Linked DNA regions of Danio rerio: region 2 is linked to region 1. The links are chromatin contacts, called in public Hi-C maps. All regions are on one chromosome and are shown on one strand. Each heading gives the region's core, a stretch centred on a gene start, on an enhancer-like site or on the middle of the called end of the contact. The rest is flanking DNA. Distances are from core to core; before and after follow the strand shown.

Region 1 (6,117 bases), core at 1,960-4,459:
TTCTGATGATTTCGATGTCATACGATAGCGGTTAATGCGTCAAAGAAACGGTTTAAAACCTCACAAGCTCTTGAAAAGCACCGACGTCTCTTTTTTCCGTGTCAGAAAACGCCATGCATCAGTGATCAGCGATTACCGTGGTTTCTTGAATCAGCCGTAGCACATTAGTACAACTGTCTCAGCTAAACTTTCTGCATGGCTCACGATTAAAAGTTTTAAACAAACAAAATGGTGTATAGTTATAATGCATGTTGTCCTATTTCTTCATTACAAATACTGTGCCCATCTGCAAAATTGAAAAAATAAAGGCTGATAATCAGTAATAGTCCTATAAAAGGTGTTAACTGTTAGTCAGTAACTGATTTGCTCTAACCTTAAGTTGATTATTTTTGTGATTTATTGACCTCTGTTGTATTTACTCCAACATTATCTAGCCACTTTAAATATTGTTAATCCTGCTGTACTCATCACTGTATACATTACTGTTCTCTGTTGCTGTTTTCCGCATTCATACTAGCAGATCATCTCTGAAAAAACAAAATGTTTGAGAAAAAATGGCTTTGATCTTGATAAATTCTCCCCCTTTTCTTAGCTCGATACAAGTTTTTGCGAAACATTCGACCCTCCCATTTGAGAGTTTAGCCTAAGCAAGTACACTTGATGTTTACTTTAAAACGTAAATAAACGTACTTCTAAACGAGAATCATTACTTCTCCATCTAATCCTCCTGATGCTTTTCATTGCACATTAGTGATCAGAAATATGGTGTATTCCCCTCAGTCCCCTGCCGCAAGTCTAAGTAGGTTACCTTGATGTAAGTTGATCGGAGTTTCTTTCTAACTCATGGGTTGTTAAAGAATGAACTACTGTTGGGTTTGAGTGATTGTTGATAGGTTGTGGTGTGATGTATTTCGAAGGAAATTGAATGCAACTTACAATGCTTAATAAAAATCTTTATTCTTTTAGAATAATTCTCTGTGTATGTCTGCTTTTATGGGTTGATGATCTCTAGCTTTACTCTGTTTACAAGATGCTCTTGCTGTCACGTCAGATTTATTTTGAAGATCACACAGTGTTACGATAAAGGTTCCCTGGAGAATAAACTGTCAAGTCATGTTCATTAGTCATAAACTCAGTATTCTATAATCAGCAATATTCTAAAAACAGAACATTTAGTGTGTGGTAATACTCAACTTGTTTTACTTCACTATTAACTTCTACGCAAACTGATAGTTTCATCTTCCTCTGTTTCTGACTGTGAATGTGACTGTTGCAGCCTAGAGAACCATGAAAAGTTATGACATTTAGCACTGATAGAGTAAGTGTAATGACTCCATATTAGACGGTCTAGCACCACCAACAGGTCAAATTTGCAGTCATGTTTCAGAAAACCAAGTGAACTTTATGAACCCAGGTGACTTGATTTCTTTCATTTTCATCTAACTAGTTTTTTTAACACACACATACACGTATTTGTATTTACAGAGCTCAGCATAATTGAGGACTCCCCCTTTTGAAAATGAATATTATTATCTATATATCAGTCATTATAGGCAATGTATTTTGGTGCATTTAAACAAAACAGATTTATTAAACAGATATATTTGTTCAAATAATATTTTATTTACCAAACATATTTTGAAATTGAAATATGATGCAATTAAATTCAAGCAAAATATTCGCTGCTAAAATATTATATATATAACATAACTTTGGCAGTACTAGTTTTTTTTCTGTTATCATAAGTTATTTTGTTAGCTCCAGATTTGGCTTCAGTACTGACTAATCTAATGTGTATGCACTGATATAATATTGCATAACTTCCTATTAAAAATATGAATTTAAAAGAGAGCTGTAAGGGGTGTACTTATATATGCTGAGCACTGTATGTGTACATTAATTTTGATGGTCAGATTTCCGGCCTATTTTATTCTGAATTATACAATTTTACCAATTTTTTTGTTGTATAAAAATGAAATTTTCAAAGTGTAATAATTGTGAATATGCTCCAAATTAAATATGGAAATCCTAATAGAAACTTGCATTATTATTTAATTGCAGTCATGCTGTGAGCACAACGTATAAAATTGATTTTATTTACAAATTTGTGTCAAGTCTAAGATGATTTTATGGGCATATACAATATTATAAAAAGTATTTTTATATTAGTAGTAGGAATATATTGAATACAGTATTGATATGACAAACTATTTGTTTAACTGGTAATCTTTAACAAAATTAAGGCTTTATCATTGTGATATCTGATGGAAAATACCAAAACTGTGTAATTGGTACATTGCCCAAATCTACTATTCATTTGCAGTTATATAGCTTTACCTTGTCTCAGAGCTTCTGTTTAATATCTATATATGTTTATTAATAATTGCAACTGATGTAATTTCTCTCTTGTGTGTGTATAAGCTATTTATAGTCCATTTTAATGTCGTAATCTTCTCTGCCATCGAACATTTCCTGCTTGTTCTCATACTATATCATAATTGTAACAAGAGGCAATGCAATCATTTTTCATGTTAAAACAACTACCATAGCAGTAGTTATCAATATGTGGCTATTTTTGGATTCTTGGAAGCTATGGAAATGAAAAATGTAAACAGGAAATACATTAGGGTCATTGTTTACATTCCTCAAAGTGGTCTATATGTATTACTTGTTAATAATTCCTTAATAATAGTTAATAATTACTTTATATATATATATATATATATATATATATATATATATATATATATATATATATATATATATATATATATATTGCTTAAGTCATTTATTCTATAAAAAAATAATTATACAGTATGCACTAAACGTTTTTCATATATATATATATATATATATATATATATATATATATATATATATATATATATTACTTATAAATAGTTCCTTAATATTAGTTAATAATTACTAATATATATATATATATATATATATATATATATATATATATATATATATATATATATATATATATATATATATATATATATGTCATTTCTTCAAAAAATAAATAAATAAATATTTGCACTAAAAGTTTTTCACAGGATAAGTTCTGTCACTTTTGCTTTTAGTTTGCAATATATCTATAGTTAAAAATACAGAGCTCGTCCAGTTTTGAAGTAGCCCTCGGTGCTTTTAATCCTATCGCTCGTATGCCTTATAACCGCATGAGCCCTTATTAACGTGTCACAGACTCTGCTGCAGCTGCTTCGACGGTCGGCTGGAGATCCTGCCGGTGGATTTTCGTCTTTCTCTCGTCCCGGGAAACCCTAAGAAGCAGCCGCAGCGTTTAATGAGCTCCATTCATCTGGACCAGCATGACCGAGGCGATTTTTCCCGTCTTGTAGACTGACGTAACAATATTACAATGAAAGGATGCATTTTCTTGGGCTTCACGAGAGTCTCGGAGCTCGTATAGTCACCAGGGGGCATGAACACGTCAATGCAGCGCGGGAAACATTTTAACATCGCAACGTTGTAACGTCGGATCTGAGGAACGGTCGAATGGACGCAGGAGCAGCTCCGCGGCTCTTCGTATCGCTGTAGTTTGTGTTACGGGAGGTTCCTGCTGCCCCCATCCATCTCTCCGGCTGTTGTTGTGAATTGATCTAACATGGCGACTGTACCCGTGTATTGCATCTGCAGATTACCTTACGACGTAACCCAGTTTATGATCGAATGCGACGCCTGCAAAGACTGGTTTCACGGCAGGTAACCGCATTATTTCGTTCAACTATTTAAGTGTGGGTTTGGATGGAAGCGTTTTGCTCGCGTGCGCACATTTTGTATTGCTCCGAAGAGCGAGGGCCGCTTGAAGAAGAAGGCGGAGTTATATTTAGCTGGCTCGGTTGACACATTTTTGTGAACGCTACAAAAAGATTTGCTAATTCGTAAAGACATTTCGATGTTTTTTTGTGCGATGTGAGCTCGATATGCGTGCATCGCGCGCTTCGGTCGCGTCTCAGACTGGACGCTGTCGTAGTAGAGAGCCGAGTGGGTGTCTGCGAACCCGAGTGGCTTTTCTTTTACACATTTTACGTTCCTTTATGCGCCCTATTCGTTCCGTATCAGTGCTAAAACTGGCTTTGAAATGTGTTAAAACTGTCTCTGTCCGTTCTGGTGTCTGCTAGATGAATAATAGGCTGAATATGAGCCAGACGTTGCAGATTTCAGAGTCCCTCTGCACATTTTTTTAAAACCTGTATGACATCTAGCCATTATCACAGACCGTATTCATCATCATGGTCAAAACCAGTAAGTTCAGATTTATTCGCCCTGTGTGTATGTGTGTGCTGCGAAGCATCGCTGACAGCAGCGCGTAGTCGTAGCAAATGAGTTCAACCCGATCCAATAATGGGAGTCGATCTGTTATTTGTGGGTTTGATCTGAAATTCCCCCCCGCTGATTGTTTTGTTTTCGGAGCGCGAGCGAAATTAGCGCCAGAAACGCGTTTTAATTCTGTTCCGCGAATGTAAACAAAGAACAAGCGTTCCACTTCACTGACTGATACATTTACGCGCGTTTAATTTTAACCCTTTAACGAGCCCAGCGATCGTTACAGTTCATTCGCGGAGTCTGGGATGTGAGAATTACAGGACGACTGTTGTTCAACTGGCTAAAAGAGTGTGACTGTTTAACACGCGCGCGACGCCTTGTAAATAGTCTCGTTCTCATTGTCAGACTGAGTTCGCGGTTTACTGCATGTTGAAATGTGTAAAGAATTGTGTGGATTGACACTGCTGTGTTTGTTTCTGTTGCTGTGACTGAGCTTTACCGCCTTCAGTGATTTTAAACCTCTCTGACCTCTATTGAGAGGGCTGGGCGACTGATTCTCGCAGATCAGATGAAGGGAGAAACCAGTTATGCCTTTAAAGTGTGATGATGTTAGCACCCATTATTGTCTGTTAAGGCCTTTTCACTGTTTACTTCTCAGGAATATTTTTCTGCCTTCTTGCTGTTAATATTGTAGTGGTTTTGAACTCAAGCATCTGTTGTTTTTAATAGACTACTATTCAAAATAGCTTCAAAATAAATAATGCTATAGCATTTCCTCATTTTTTCTTTATCTAGGGTAGATCCTTAATATGCAAATTAAACATAGGATATCCACACTATAATGATATTTATTTAATAAAAACATGCACACATTTCCATAGATCAATAGATTTTTTTTTAAATTAAGGTAAATTGTTTTTCGATAGTCTACAGAGCATAATTAACCTAACCTGCCTAGTTAAATTAATTAACCTAGTTAAACCATTAAATGTCACTTTAAACTGTATAGAAGTTTTTGGAAAAATATCTAGTCAAATATTATTTACTGTCATCATGTCAGGCATAAAATAAATTAGTAATTAGAAATGAGTTATTATAACTATTATGTCTAGAATTGTGCTGAAAAAAAACTCTTCTCTCCGTTAAACAGAAATTGGGGGGAAAAATAAACAGGGGGGCTAATAATTCTGACTTAAACTGTATATCTAGAGTGGCTTGCAGAACTATAAGGAAATCTCAGCAGATTTTTATCAGAACTGGCACTGCTGTCATTCACAGTTAAACACATCCTCTACTCTTTGCATATTTGTTTATTAAATATTTTGGTTAATTTGATGCTTTCAGCTGCTGGTAAGAGTATAGTACACACAGCTCCATTTATGTTGTAAAGAATTCTGCTAATCTATTAGAGCCCCCCCCCCCAATATGTTTTGAACAAATTGTTTCATCAGTCAATTTGTAGAAATAACCTTTCATCAGTAACATGCATGGAAAACCTGGAACTTTTTGATAATTGTTTTCCAGACATATATACATTTACAAAATATTTTTTTGTTCACTTAAAAATAAACTAAACTAATGCTAAAATTATAGTAAATAAAAACTTTATTAAAATAATATAGAAATATCGCACTACAAAATGACCATAACGTTGAAAATTAAAATAAAACTTAAATAAAAAAATATTTAAATAAAATCAGTATCAGTATAATGAAATCCTTAAAAATAAATTCAGGATTCGATATGATATAATGCACATTAATTTTCTTAGTAAGTAAAAAAAAAAAAAATCAGTACTTAAAATTCACTTGCTTTGTTTTCCAA
Region 2 (6,740 bases), core at 402-2,901, 260 kb before region 1:
TTGAAGAAGTGAATATATTTGTCTGGACTTTGAGTGTCACGTCTGACTCGAACTGTTCAGATGCCAGAGAGGCCTATTGATAGACAGCTGGCTTTAACATTAAAGGAGAATGTGCTGTTAGTGAAGGATTTACTACATTTCCTCAGTGCCTTTGCCTTTGTTGTCATTATATCCTAATATTTATCAAATATTACTTTGCTATTAAATAGAAAGTATAAAAAGTCAAAAAAAAATCATTAGCCTTCTCTGAAAATGTAAAGATTTTAAAAATATTTTTTCTCCAACACATTTAAACATAGTATTTAAAATTTTTTATTTTTTAGTGTTTTGTCTTTGCCATGATGACAGTGCATTATGTTTTTCTTATTTGCAAGATATTAGTATTGAGCTTTAATTGCCATTTAGACATTTAAGGAAGCTAATAATATTGTATATTAATACAATTGTATAAATAATATTTGAGTTGTTGTTGTTGTTGTTGTTGTTGTAATTATTATTATTATTTTTATCATTATTATTATCATTATTATTATAATCATTATTATTATTATTATTATTATTATTATTATTATTATTATTATTTTATTTAAAATGGATTTCATTCTAGCCAAACTAAGCAAATAAATAAAATTGTGAAATACTGTAAAAAAGTCTTGGTTTGTTAAATATTACTTGAGAAATCTTGAGAAACACTCATACATAGAAACATTGTTTACACATATATTTTATATTGAAATATAAATAAACATTTTCTTAAATTTGGGCATGCATGTCTGTATTTATAATAACAAAGTACACACATATTATGTCAAAACAAACTTGATTAATTGTCATATATTTATATATTCTTTTGTTATTTATTTTTTTGTTTTTAATATTTTTATTTATTTCTAATTGTAATATTTTTCATTTATTTATTTTTATTCATTTTTTATAAATTTTTTTAATTCATTTTTATTTTATATTTATTTTATTAATAATTTGTAATCATTTTTTATTTATTTTAATATTCATATTTTACTTTATTTTTATTCATTTTTTCTTTATTTTATTATTTTTATTTTTTTATATTTTTATTTATTAAATTATTTTTATTTACTTTTTTATTTTATCATTCATTTTTTCATTTATTTTTTTGTTATTTTATTATTCATTTTTCATTCATTTTATTTATTTTTATTTATTTATTTATTTTATTAAATTTTTATTTAAAATAATTTTATTTTATTTTTCTAATTTTTAATTATTTTGTACTAAAATAAATATTACATTCAAATTTATACTATAAAACAATTAACATCTAATAAAACTAAATGCGTAAAGTTCTTTAACGTAAATGTGCTCTTTTAAATTTAATTGTCTTTTTTTCATAACAAATGTATCATCAAATATTAGTATATGCAATTAAAAACCTATACTGAACATGTATTTTATAAGTTCAGACAGGAACAGCAATGCCTCACTGCCATACCTATAAGGTGACTATTAAAGGCAGCTAAAAACATGCAATGGGAGTGGCCTCACCCAAGTCCCTCCCTCTGCTCAGGAATCCTCCAATGGTAAAACTGAATGGGTGGGACTTCACCTCGAGCAGGTCCCTCCCAGCCCTAAATGAAAGCCCATTGTGGAATGCACACATTCTCTCCTACATGTACACACACCCTCACGTATGTTCCTCAAGTCCTCTCTCCTTCCTGTTTTTCACAAGTTCCTGCCTTTTTACTGACGCTAGTGTTTGTCGCCTCACACTGGAAAAAGTTCAAGCTTCCCAGGAATCCCTTGTTTGAGATTCCTAACAAGGAGAGCTGGAAAGAAGAGCACTTTTAAACGCCTCCCAGCTCATGTTTGTTGTGAAGACCGAGCTGACCATGCTTTGGAGCTTATTTCCTTGGTGTAGCTGACATTGGTGAGGGGGGGTTGGAAAATTTGGCTTGGGAGGAGGTGAAAGAGAAAACCCCATTCACTGAAACGCTGAGCCGAGTGTCTCCTTGGGGAAATCTAAACTTCACCACCTTCTCCTTATAGCAATCCAGAGGAAAATTCTTCCCAAAAGCTGGTGAAACATGCCTGGGAGAGGAGATTTGGTTTAGTTATGGAGTCACTAAGGGAATCTATTCTTCATTTGACCTTTCAGATGTCTACTTATAAACGGGCCACGCTGGAGGAAGAGGAGCTGTTGGACACCGGTTCTGATGGGATCTACCACACCTCTAGCATGCAGGTGAGAACTCTTTTCTTTGGCTATATTTCTTTAAAGTATTTCTGTAATTGAGGTGTAGAGCAGTATTGTGGATCTCTTAACCAAATAAGACATTAAATGGTTCCAGAACACTGTGCCAAGTTACTTCCTCATGCTCCTTCTTTCAAACGTCCTCCGTGTTTTAGCGCAGTTCAAGTTGTTTTAATATGTCTGACACTTCTGTTTACTTTTAGTAGGTGCAGTGTTAGTTTAGTTATTTCTTTAAGGATCATGATCGTGGGAGAAAGAAAAAACTTAGAACTGACATTTTGGACATACATTTTTACATTTAGCACCATGTTCTTTTAATAGCATATTCATTTGCGCTACTTTGTGGACTCATGGCTGTGCTAGTCTAAAAAGGAGGTGTGTTAAGGCACATTATTGGCGTGTTGCTATTTTAAGAAACTGAAATAGACTGCACCACTGACCACCTCAAAGCTGGTCTAAAGTCCAGCGCAGAGCATGTTAGTTATGTGCCTATGCAGGTCCAAATGCTTACACATTGCTTAATACACACAGTATGTACAGAAATACACATATCTTTACATATGAAAACAATTTAAGGGTTAAAATTTACAAATATTATTATTTTGTTTGGATTTGTATAATGTTATTATTATTAGTAGAATCATTTATTATATGCATATTTGTTTAAATAAAAAAACAAGTTTAGATTTGTTCACCTGTTGGGTTTGGAGACATATGCATCACCATATGGGGCATAAGAATAGAACGTGTGTTCGGATAAAACTTAGTTGTTTGACCACATTTTGTTGGTCAAACTTTTGCTAGAAATTAAAAGTGAATTTAGAAACCGTTTTGAAACAAATCTTCATTGAAATTAGCTATGTAGACTAATGGATAACTTCAGTGGAGTGCGTACAACACCGTTTCCTCATCCGCGAAAGTAAAGACAAAGTAAAGAGGCCAATGGAGGAGGCTCGTTCTTTATCCTCGCACTGCACATGGTCTGTTTAACTGTTTTCTCATTAGTGAAGCTTTCAGTTTTTCCACGTACAAAGTGGGCCATGTAAATAACAAATGCTCCATGGCGCGACGCAACTGATTTTTAAAAAGGTACGGTAGATGACACTCTCACTGGTTTAATGCACGTTATGCTCAAAACACACTCATAACTCAGAAAAAAAAATCAGATTTGGACATGCCCGTAATGCATTTGTGCCGTGAGCTTTAGACTATGTGTCTAGATCGTTAAAATACAGCCCCAAGGCATTCATTTAATCCAGAATTCAGTGATAAGTAATAAAATTGTGAAACAAAATAAAATATATTTTCTTTATTTTAATATATTTAAAAATGCATTTTTGTTAGTGAAACAGTTCTATTATTTCAATGGTATTATAAAGTAATATAATCCTTTAATAAATCATTCTAAAATGCTGATTTGCTGCAAAGTAATTATTATTATTTAAATTGTAATAATATTATAACTTGTTCTTTGTTTATTTTTATATTCATTTATTGATTTTATAATAAATTTTTGCTAATATTTTTAATGATTTTAATGCATCCATGTTGAATAAAATAGCATTAAAATAACATACTCCATACATTTGACAAATAGCAGTGTATTCTTTTTTTCAAATAAAGTACACTGTAGGATTAAAACTGTACAGTTTGACTGATCTACTTCCACCCTGATCAGGCATTTGTTACCTTTTAGTAGTAGTTAAATTAAGTCACATTGATCCATTTATTTGACTTAAATTAAAACATTAAGTCAACACGTTGTATTACCTGCTTAAGCATTATTTTTTGCCAGACTCTTTCTGTTGCTGCTAATTTGCATAAAACTGGCAAATGTTTATATAGGAAATTAGATTCTTTGATCTCTGCTCTGTAAAATCAGCTAGCCCATTTCAGTGGACATTAATTCCTTTAAACACCGGAAATTGTATTAGATAAAGTACCTCTATACCTTGTAATAATCAATATATATATGTACCCTCTTTCATTTAGTCTTTTTCCCATACTCCACATTTGTTGTCAATTTGTTTTTATTTCGGTCAATGAGAAGTAGAACTTTAGAGTATTTAACCTTTCCTATAATATTTTCTCTGGATGACATGTGGAGAATTCAATGTTCTGGGATGGCTAATTGAAACCATCTCCCTCTCTTTGTTTTACTTTATCCCTCCGCTCTCGTTGACCTTCGAGAGCTCTGGGTTTGGCATTAGGGCTCATTGAAGCCACACAACACACACAAACACAAGTCACCCGGCACACATCCAAACTAAGCTGAGTAATTGCACAGCTGGGCACCTGGCCACTAGAGGAGACTTTTCAACTCTGTGAGCTCAGCAGGACTTAATCTGATTTGAGTTACAGAAATCATTACTTTAGTTTCTCCTGCACTTCTTATGCAAAGAGCTGATCAACTATGAAATGCACAAGACTTGTTTAATGGGTAGAGAATTGAAAGCAAAAGAGAAGTCATCAGGGGAAATGTTTAAAGCTTAAAGTGTTTAAATTTTAACTGAGATTTTAGCTACCTGAAACTGATCCTCTATGATTTTATACAAAGTTATTGGCATTTGGGACTTCATTCATTCATTTTTCTTCAGCTTAGTCTCTATTTCAGAGGTCGCCACAGGGGAATGAACTGCCAACTGTTCTGGCACATTTTTTGTGCAGCAGATGCCCTTCTAACCGCAACCCAGTATTGGGAAACACCCATACTTCACATTCATTAAGCCAGTTTAACCTACTCAATTCACCAAAACCGCATGTCTTTGGATTGTGGGGGAATCTAGAGTATGCGGAGGAAACCCACACAAATACGGCGAGAACATACAAACTCCAAACAGAAATGCCAACCGACACGGACTCGAATCAGTGACCTTCTTGCTGTGATGCCACAATGCTAACCACCACCCAAGTCACCATGCCACCCAGCTTTCAGAATTTTGGACAAAAAAAAGTAGAGGCAAAACTAAATTAATGATTCAAGTGGCTTTTGGCAGTAGATTGAGGTCTCATGAAGTGAAAATCATTAAATCTGTGCAAGAAATTGCACATTATTTACAATTATAACAATATTGGATTTTAATCCATCGCCTCAGCAAATGTTAATTGACTCCTAAATACATTTGATCCATCCTAAATATTATTCAAAAAATTGAATCATTATGCCCCAAATCGTACATTGTAAAATGAGTATTCTGAAGATTGGTTGGTCTAATCATCTCCTGTAGAAATACCTAGTGTAGTTCAAATCAGCACTCTAAAGGCTGATTTATACTTTGCCTGGCGCCACATCACGGACTCACACTGACTGCGCATGCACCTGCATTAAATGACATAAAACGACAGGGGGCGGTCAAAAGAAAGCGACTTTAAAATTAGATAGATAAACATAAAAGTAGGAAGTTTCCGAAACTGTCATATCATTGATATCGTTCAAGATTTTAAAACTAATTATTTTTATTCATTATTTTAATAAGTATAAAGATTTTTTTAAACCATTCAAGGTTTTTAAAAATCAAACTTTGATGCATCACTTTTTTTCATTTTTCGGACAGTTTTTTTTTTTTTATTAAAATTTATTAAAATATTAATAACAACAGAACATGGGTTACTCTACAAATATATTGAGTTGAAGTCAGAATTATTAGCCCCCCTGAATTGTTAGCCCCGTTTCCGATTTTTCCAACACATTTCTAAACATAATAGTTTTAATAACTCATTTCTAATAACTAATTTATTTTATCTTTGCCATGATGACAGTAAATAATATTATATAATATAATAGCTTAAAGTGAAATTTGAAGGCTTAACTAAGGTTAACTATAGGTTAACTGGGCAGCTTAGGGTAATAAGGCAAGTTATTGTATAACGATGATTTGTTCTGTAGTCTATCGAAAAAAAATTTGCTTAAAGGGGCTAATATTTTTGTCCTTAAAATGATGTTTAAAAATGTAAAAACTGCTTATATATATATATATATATATATATATATATATATATATATATATATATATATATATATATATATATATATATATATATATATATATATATATATACATATATATATATATACATATATATATATATATACATATATATATATATATATACATATATATATATATATACATATATATATATATATATATATACATATATACACATATATATATACACATATATATATATATATATGTATATATATATGTATATATATATGTATATATATATGTATATATATATATATATATATATATATATATATATATATATATATATATATATATATATATATATATATGTATATATTAAACAACAGTTCTGTCTGGTTCTAGAATATGATTGGCTGATAGCTGTGATATGTTTAAGTAACATCAGTACACTTACTAAAAAATACGGATGTTTTTTCATTTAGCCCACTCCACAATTCACACACTACTGCCATTACTAGTTTGTCCCATGCTTATATGCTAAAAACACAATAATGGTCCAACATTCCTGACCATTA

The links. A called contact is a pair of places that touch in the nucleus more often than the background predicts.
Region 2: a Hi-C map of an unstated tissue shows a contact between it and region 1, with 2.1 times the contacts expected there. The contact joins the promoter of ece1 here to the promoter of phf2 in region 1. A contact is called at or near these places in 1 of 18 Hi-C or Micro-C datasets (an unstated tissue) and 1 of 4 datasets of contacts at active chromatin or transcription factors (embryo).

Annotation. Positions count from the first base shown.
Region 1 is chr11:29,797,607-29,803,723 of GRCz12tu, reverse strand. It overlaps phf2 (PHD finger protein 2), which reads left to right and starts at 3,209. Exons shown (of 22, transcript NM_001202418.1): 1 at 3,209-3,729. The coding sequence starts at 3,632. It also overlaps the pseudogene fam120a.
Region 2 is chr11:30,059,287-30,066,026 of GRCz12tu, reverse strand. ece1 (endothelin converting enzyme 1) reads left to right here and starts at 1,651. Exons shown (of 18, transcript NM_001077792.2): 1 at 1,651-2,221. The coding sequence starts at 2,093.